Linked DNA regions of Mus musculus: region 1 is linked to region 2. The links are chromatin contacts, called in public HiChIP or PLAC-seq maps. All regions are on one chromosome and are shown on one strand. The core of a region is the stretch at or near the end of the contact, and the rest is flanking DNA. Distances in the headings are between cores, read along the strand shown. Region 1 has its middle 99 kb from the start of Gm25633. Region 2 overlaps Ncam1 (neural cell adhesion molecule 1).

Region 1 (4,770 bases), core at 369-2,868, 300 kb after region 2:
GCAGGTTCTATGAGATCCTGGGATTTGGATTTCTCCACTCCTTTTCAAATCCGATTTCCCTACCCACTTTCTCACCAACAGAGCACCCACATGGGTCAAGGTCAATGGACACTGTGAGGAAGGAGGTGGCATTGCTGTACAAAGTGAGGGGAAGACAGGACAAGAGGCAAGGCCTCTCCATGATAGCTAACTAAGTCTCAGGGAGAAATCACACATGGAAATTCCAGACCCACAGGAACCAGGCAGGTCAGTCTCCTATGGGTTTCATGGGCTAAGGTTCCGGCTTGGGTTAAGTCCCTGCTGTGCCCGAAGAGACCAGAGGGATGTCTTGTCTCTGGGCCTTCTGCAGCCTGCCAGTCCTCGCTCTGGGTGATTTGATTTGTGCTGTGAAGAGTACAAATGCCCCCTGGGATCAGAGTGGTTGATTCTGGACTCCTTCCACTGGGTCATTTTACTGACTGGCTATTCATCTGGGTTCAGTGAGAGAAGGGAGGACAGAGGAAGAAGGCTTGACTGCCATTAACTCCTTCATTGCTGGCCAGTCCTCTGCCTGCTCATTAGAAGAGCTCACTTCCAGTCCTTTGGAGGTGCATCCCACCCACCCTGCCTTGACTCTGGCACCTGTGGAGGAGGTAGGTCCCAGTTGCTTTGCCATGGTCTACTAGCGTGGTCTCAAGCGTCCAAGCAATGGCCTTCATCAGCTTCTCCGCTGCCTTGCATTCGTCTGACACTGAATAGGCAGGTTATAAAAAAGACAAATGGTCTGTGGAGAAAAATCTCTCTATGCCAGGAGAAGAAGTAGACAGAAACAAATAGAAGGAGCTTCCTTCTAGCACTGTGGCACTTCCTTTCCATTCCAGGGACCAAATAGCCTGCTTTAAACCAGAGCATCTTCCCAAGATGCAGGTGGATCAAAGGAAACTGTAGGGGGAGCTTCCAGCCAAGCCAGGGGACATATGCTATTATACTTGGGGATGGGGTCAGGTATGGGCAATGCCTCTAATGCTGCCCAAGGACATTGACTCTCAGGCATGGGAAAAAGATGATAGGAAGTGTCCCTGTGCCTCTAACTTGGCCTCAAGGACCCTGTAGCCCTCTACCATGTGAGGCCTCCAGGAGCCAAGCCACCTGCTTTCATAGATGACAGCTCACAGAGAAATAACTTGTTCCTATGGGAAGTGGTGATCAATGGCTCAAATTAAATCCCAGAAAAGCTTTTCTTCTTGTCTGACACTTTATAGTTTCTCAGCTTATCTCTTCCCGGGATGGCTGTATAGGCCAGATGATAACGACCTGAACAGCCTAGAAAAACATGAGTTCACTGAGGATTTAAGGTGTGAATTAGCTCTTAGATGGGCTGAGAGTGGGGAATTCTACTTCATAACACCCAACCTTCCAGCAAAATCCTGTGTGGGCAACTCTTCAGTGTCTCCACCCAGCCCCTGGCCCTGTTTAATGCTTAAGCATCCTGGGTTAATAAGTGCTTTTCAGTCACCAAGCCTCATTGAAATGCCTTCAGCCTCTGAGTCACTCCATCTCTCCCATCTGCATTCCCCTTAACTGAATTATCTCTGCATGAGTAACAGAGGTCTGTCTGGGCCCTGGACTGTCTGCTCCCCAGATTTGATAGCAACAGATTCTTGAATAGTCCCACCCACCCCGGTCATGCCTCTCCCTCCACAACACAGTCCCAGAGTCCTCCAGAAGAGGTCCAGCGGTCTTTAATGATCCACCTACAGCCTGGCTGGGCTGAGAGCCAGGATCAGAGAGGCCAGCTCTGTTCTTGGCAGGAAATGAGGGGCCGCTATAGAAATGCCACCCAGGCTGGAAACAAGATCTATGGAATAGCGGCTCTGAGTGGGTGAAGTGCTGGAGAGCAAAGGGTAAACCATGGTGCCCTGGTCTGTGGCCCTTGCCCACAGAATCTGCAGAGATCTGCATTTCAAGGCACCAGACTGGGTAGATTCAGGCCAGGGAAACTTGTTCTTTGCCTGTCAATTTAAAACTTCGGTCACCTCTGGATCACCTTGAAAGGGCCCAGTGTTTAAAGACTGTCTCCCAGAATTTAATTCAAAAGTTGGAATCAGCAAGTTAAAGGTAGGATCTGAGAATCAGTCTTTAGAACAGGCCTTCCCAGTAAGGAGAGGACTTTAGGACATATGTCTAGTGATTCAGACAAGAAAGCTAATAGAGTCACTGTAACTCTTTCACATAGGCAAGTAGGATCGCTCTATATTTCCTAACCTTGAAAGTTAGATAACTCCATGGAGCTGCCTCTCCTCTATAAACCCATTCAAGTCATTAGAGACATTTTCTAACAGGCAGGCTATTAGATCCCAATACAGCTATGTGTAGCTATGTGTGAACCTTGAGTTCATATAACACACATTCTGTGTCAGGTTTTCTACTATCTCCTTTAACCTGAACAACAGTTTTTGAGGTGTGTTATATTATTAATCCAGCCAGCACAGGATGAAACCGAGGCCTAATGAGGTAAAAATAACTCCTGCTAAGGTCATAAAGATAAAGGATTAACCCAGGATTCAGGCTCAGCATAGCAACTGTTGGAAGTGGATTCCAAAGAAGAGGTGGAATTCTTGCCCCTTTTAATGAAACTGCAGGGTGAGTTTCCAGCCAAGCAAGGGAACATGAGCTATTATAGCCGGGGTCCTGGGGGTGGAAGTGGGGTGGTGGCGGGGGACAACCCACCCAATGTTACCCTTGGACACTGACTCTCAGGTGTGGGGAAAGGATGCAAGTATGTCTTTGACTTGGCCCTTTTTATTTCCGCACCCCATTCCTGGTACCAACTTCAGATTAGTTGCTTTTCTGTTTTTGTGATAAAACAGTAGGAAGTGTCCCTGGGTCTCAGACTTGGCCCTAGTACCTCAGGCCTGTGAATTAAACATGCAAAAGGGACATTAACAGGAGGAAATAACAACACGGGCTATTTATACATATGATTTACATGTACCATGGGAGATCTCAGATAAGTTACTCAAAGGGCTAGTTAGATTGGAGGATCATCTTAGCAAAGACAGAAAAAATATGGCAAGAGACAAGAAAACAGAATGGGGTGGGCTGGCTTACAGGAAAGGACTTGAAGCCAGGTGACTTTTGAGGAGCCTAATGATAGTGCTTTGAACGTTTGACTTACGAAGACTGGACACAGTGTCATCAGCACAAGCTTTCTCATCCCTGGAGTAGCTTTCGTGTGTATCTACAAATGTTATTCTCCTGGTAAACACACACACACACACACACACACACACACACACACACACTCTGTTTCTAGCAGATGATGTGAGAGCAGCAAACTCTTTCTGCATTCCTTGTATCTAAGTTGACTTCAGTGGCATATTTTGTGGTAGTGAATTCTGGGCCTCTCTTCCCTAGCTAGTCTATCTTAGAGCCCAGCTGCTTCAGGTGGCCGCCAAGGCTTCAGCTGTTATCAGTCAGTCATGATGGTCAGCTTCTGACAGATCTGCAGTGGAGGGATGGACTTAAGCAGGTGTTACCAGCCTGGATACAAAAGGGCAGAAAGCTATGTGAGATTCTGAGTGGAACACTGTCTTGAGAGTCAGGGTGGGCTTCAAGTTTCTGGGTAAATTTGAACTCAAGCAAGTCATTTTCCTCCGAGGCCTTGGTTCTAGCCTTGTCTTAAGAGGGTATTAAGTGGGGAGACATCTAGATGTTTTTTCTCATCTCTGACATTTGTAAATGATATGTATGTCCCTTCTCTGAGTAAGACAGGGACATAAGCACATGGCGGGGAATCTCCCATGGATGGATGGATGGATGGATGGATGGATGGATGGATGGATGGATGGATGGATTATGTGGCTATCAAGGTAGTTTCAGATGTAGAAAATCCCCCCAGCCTAAGACTGATATTTAGATATTCACATTTGAAAGCATAAGTTTGGGTCTGTCTTAGGCCAGGATCTAATCCCTTGGCATGCATGAAAGGGCATTGATTCTGTGACTAATTCTGCAGTGAGGATGGTCTGTACACCACTTCAAGGCAGTACTTGGCTTGTGCTAAAGCAATAACTTTGGGCTTACCTAGTGTTAGGGTAGTGTAGAAAGAACCCTGGAAGTATAGAGACCTAGGAATAGACACCAGTTCTAGTTCACCCAGGATCTCCTTGTCTACTTTGAAGCCATCACTATGCATAGGCTGGACTGGGCGAGATGGACCAAGTATTTTTTTTTTTATGGTGTTACTAAAACTGTTGGGCCAGTTCAGACCTATAAAGAATTCTATGGAAAGGATCCACCAGAAGACATTCTCCATTCAGAATTCACCCCCACCGGCCCATGCCACCCTTTCATGTACACTGAGGCACACTGTCTGAGTACTAACATGGTCTTCTTCAACGACAGTTTCCTCTGCCAACTGCCAGCCCCTAAAAATGTCAGGAAGTCCATTCATCTGTCCTTCCTGAACATCTGTACTCACCTGGTGTTCGGTGTTCTGGTGAGCAAAGGCTGTCAGGAACGGCTTTATGTTCTCTCTCTCTCTCTCTTATTCTGTGTGTCTATCTGTGTGTCTCTCTGCCTCTGTCTTTCTGTGTGTCTGTCTGTGGGTCTGTCTCTGTCTCTCGCTGCATGTGTCTATCTGTCTCTGTGTGTCTGTCTGTCTGTCTGTCTATCTGACTCTGTATCTCTCTGTCTCTCTCTGTGTGTGTGTGTTTGTGTGTTATGTGGGAAATTCCTGAGCAGGCATGAGAAAACATTGGTCCTTAAATCAGGGACCACACTGTACTC
Region 2 (4,231 bases), core at 151-2,650:
CTGTTTTATCCCTCTGAGAAAAATGAGGGCCTCATGCACAAGAGTGGAGTTGCTGAGGCAAAACAGCTTTTCTGAACACATCTTCTTGAACACGGGACAGAAGCACTACCTTCTCAACACTCTTGTGAGGTCTGAGCATACCTGAAAGCGTCCACAGCCATGCTGGACACGTTCAGCCACACAGGTGGTTATGCAGCTATAAATTCAAGACAGAGAGACACATCAAAGCTTTGGATCAGCCTCCACACCCTGACACAACTCCAGCTAATGTTTTCTCTTGGAAGAAGGCCTGCTTCCTCAACTCCAGGCTGGCATTCAAATGGGATCTTGTTTCATATTCTACCCTTCATCCTGTCTCACTGAGAGGAAACATCGAGGGAAAGAGGAATTAGTGGTTTACAACTAGATCCAAGAAATAGTCAGGAATTCAGATGATTGAAAAATTCAAATAATAGCTTTCTCTGACAAAGGGAAAAAGAAAGGCTCAACAAACAAACAGACAAACAAACAAACAAACAAACAAATGAACAACAAACAAAATAACTAGAGCAATGTGGCTAAGAGCTGCTTGTTGTCATGGCAACTTGAGGATCCTAATCCAGTCCTCAGGGAGAACAGAGATTACAATAGTAACGGAGAGCTACACCCCTTATCCTGAGTCGACCTAGTGCCAGCCTCAGTCACTAGCTGGAGCGTCCCCTCTCAGAGTCCTTGAAGGGGAAACACGGTGGGGAATATTCTTATTCCTTTGTTTCCACTTTCTGTGTCGTTCCCACAAAAATCTATTTTGCTGCCTATCATTATTGGGCACTGTTTTATTAGAGAATTATGCATTTTCAAAGCATTTTTATGCATTTTACTTTGTCCATTTCAAATAGTGGGTTTGAAATGATGGTGTTATAATCATTTTGTAGAAGATGGTACCAGAGGGAAGCCACAGATGGATCATTTAAACCTTTTGATTTTGAAGGGGGAGCATAATGTATATCAAGTGACTAATCAAATATAGGAAGTTGTCATTGACAAAGATTTAGTTGCCACGCCAGCATGGTCATCACATGAACTGCTGGCCAGAGTCATTTCAGAGGAAAGTGAGTTGCTCCCATCCTCAATATTTTAGAAATAACAGCACAGCACAATGGCTGGAAATCAGGGGCTAGTCTATAAAAGATGCAGCTCCCCTCTCTAGTTCTGTTCCATATTTTCAGAGGAGCAAGCAACACAACACCCCCCTTCTAGCTCTCGGCTGTTTGGAAACTATGGGAGATAGATAGAAACAAAGAGTGGTAATTGCAACATGCATTTCTGAGTCTCCCATTAGCAGAGTTGTTCCCCTACTGTGCTGAGAGGTGACCTCATTAGGGAAGAGGAACATCAGTGGAAAACTCAAAACCTCTGAACCCTGTGACAGTTGAGCCTGTGCCTGGGGAAGGCGTCCACAGCTGCTGCTGACAATGGGCTTCTGTGCCCCACTCTGCAAAAAAGGCCTTTGCTCCTCCCAGTGAGCGGCTTTGTTTTGTTTTATCTTCCAGCAAGATGGCTGCTGATTGCAATGAGCTCAGAATAGCAGAAAGTAATTAAAATTTCATTTAAAAAAATCTATTGCATAGTTTAACATCTATCTACACAAGAAACACTGCTGGGGTAAATAAGATGGCGTCATCTTCATTTAGCAAGGCAGGGAGAAGAACTCGAGCAGACTGGCACTCGAGGGGATGGGAGCAGCAGATACAAGAAGCTGGATGGCGGATGGAGACGTACAAAGTTGTAAGCCTTTGCCCGAACGTGCAAGTACGCAGCAGAGAAACAAGCATTTTACCACCCCTGAGCATCTGGCAGCAAGCTAATGGCTCAACCAGGGGACTCACTAGCTCATACAGTACTGAATAAGGTACTGAATCTCATGCATTCAAGGTCACTGGTGCCTGAGCTGGCCTTAAGTGTCTAGTGACCAAATGTGATGAGTTGACATTTTATGAGCTTGTGTGTGTGTGTGTGTGTGTGTGTGTTTGTGTCTGTGTGTCTCTGTGTGTGTGTCTATATGTCTGTTTTCATGCATGTATAGGTACATGTGTGTGTAGGTGAGAGTGTACCTCTGTGCATGTGTATGTGCACGTACATGCAGAGGCCAAACGATAGCCCTAAGTGTTGTTTCCTAGGTCCTGTGCATCTTTGTTTTTCCAGACAGTCTCTTACTGGCTTGGAATCTGCCAAGTCCGCTTTCTGTACCACTTATTATGCAGCGGGAAGTTTTTTGGTCTGGCTGTGATGATTCATGACTATAGTCCTGGGTCTTAGAGATGGAAGTTGGGGGGGGGGGGAGGACACCAGGCGTTCAGGGTCATTCTCACTTCTATAAGTCTGAGGTCAGCTAGAGCTACATGAGACCGATATAAAACAAAATAACAAAGCAAGAATCTTCCTGAACTGATTGTGTAGGGTTCAAGCCAGCCTTTGAGTCACAGTTGACCTGTTAAGGTAGTGGCAAAGATCTTGGCTTCTCTTCACCCCACCAAGATTTTACTAGGCTTTTTCTAGATCTTATCTACATGTGCCCAGCCAATATCCCCATCATCTCCCCTGTGCATTCCTGGATTGCTAACAACTGGAAGCAAGTGTCCATTGCAAAATGGATGTCTATTTCTTACAAAGAAGTCCACATTCAGAGGGTGCTCTTTTGAAACACATACATTTTGTCTATAAAAAAGGATCTATTGAAAGCCTAGCACTCTGAAGAATTTAACTTTCATCACAAGAGCTGTGACGTTCAGTCATGAGCTGTGTTCTGCAGGTCCAGACATCACGTTCTATCAATTTTGAAGGCTGTCTAGGTGGCAATAGAAATCCAGTGATGAATATAATAAAACAGGTTCGTTTAGCGATCAAATGATGTTATTATCATTACCACATTACCCATTTGATTCTAAAATTTATGTTCACTTTCAAAACCAACAACCCATTCCGTTCATTGTGTTCCAAAGTGCCTACATATTTTATGTTTAAAGTAACTTGTCATACTCCAACTTCGGAAATAAATACCAAATCAATTTACTTTCTCCCTCTCTCCCCAACACCGAAAGCAAATGTCAAGTGTTATAAAGCTCCCCAAAGATGTCAATAACGTTATTAAAAATTGAGATTTAATATCTCTTTTCATATTCTTTATATAGAGAGGCACGGAAATAGGCAGGGCTATAAAACTAATAACTAATTTTTTTTCATGGCAAATATTTCTATTCACATGGGGCAGGGTGAACCAAGGCTTTTATGGAATCATTAAACCAGATTATGAGTGATTTTGATGAAAACTAACTAAAATGTTATTGGAGATGCCTGGGTCTGGATGAATCCAGGAACTAGTGCCAGGAAGACTCACGGGCCTGTCCGTTTGTATTCAGATATGCTTGCGTCGTAGACTCTAGCATGCAAGGGTGTGTTTCCAAAGGCAAGAGGAAGTGTCCTCTGCTCAGAGCACATTAACTAAATGCTACTGGTACCTCCACTTACACAAGGCACAGGCAGAAACACTTCTTTAAGTGGACCTGGAAAATACTGCCAGGTAACATTTTCCCTGTTGTGTAACATGCACACAGACAATGGCTACATAGAGCACTGAAGAGAGAAGGAAGGGACTGGGGGTGGCACAGTCCATAAAGGGCTGCTGTGCAAATGTGGGGGGCCTGTTTGATCCCCAGAATTCACATAAAAAGCTGGGTGTGGCAGTATGTTTGTGAAATCCCAGCCCTTGGAAGGGAAGTAGAGGCAGGCCTGAGCAACATGCTGAGCTGCAAGCCAGGGAGCTAAGCCCTTTTAGAAAAGGTGGATGGTGTATCGGAAACTATTACTACATTCCCCCACCCACATGTGTACACACACTCACCTGCACATGTGCACACGCACACACACACACACACACACACACACACACTCACACTCACACTGCAGAGGAGGAATACAATAAAGTACAATTTTAATGTTCATATTTCTCATTATCACCAGTGTGGACATTATCTTTATTAATATGATTAAGGATGTCTGCAAGTTTCAGAGACAAACATTGGGTTGAAGATTCTGATTTTTCTTGCAATGGTTACAACAATAAAGAACTATTTGCAATTTAATATTTAGGTGTCATAATGTTACTGCCATCTATGAATCCTAATTTATTTCACCCCTTTAGCCTTTGTAGTCTTTATATTAAGGCAATATCATTGGATCCAGCCTAAGTTCA

The links. HiChIP or PLAC-seq counts read pairs in DNA pulled down with a chosen protein or histone mark.
Region 1: an H3K27ac HiChIP or PLAC-seq map of neural progenitor cells shows a contact between it and region 2, with 3 times the contacts expected there. The contact joins two enhancer-like sites. A contact is called at or near these places in 13 of 484 Hi-C or Micro-C datasets (the HL-1 cell line, brain, cerebral cortex and 6 more) and 5 of 115 datasets of contacts at active chromatin or transcription factors (embryonic fibroblasts, embryonic stem cells and neural progenitor cells).

The regions. Positions count from the first base shown.
Region 1 is chr9:49,922,538-49,927,307 of GRCm38.p6, forward strand. No RefSeq gene overlaps it. Among named protein-coding and RNA genes, the nearest start is that of Gm25633, 99 kb to the left of the region's middle. Within about 2 kb of position 1,619, at least 73 of the 459 cell types and tissues checked have an H3K27ac peak or open chromatin away from gene starts, as enhancers often do. A contact at or near this core is called in neural progenitor cells and stem cell-derived neural progenitor cells, where this site is marked.
Region 2 is chr9:49,622,856-49,627,086 of GRCm38.p6, forward strand. All of the region lies in intron 1 of Ncam1 (neural cell adhesion molecule 1), which reads right to left. Among named protein-coding and RNA genes, the nearest start is that of Gm11149, 110 kb to the left of the region's middle. Within about 2 kb of position 1,401, at least 42 of the 459 cell types and tissues checked have an H3K27ac peak or open chromatin away from gene starts, as enhancers often do. A contact at or near this core is called in neural progenitor cells and stem cell-derived neural progenitor cells, where this site is marked.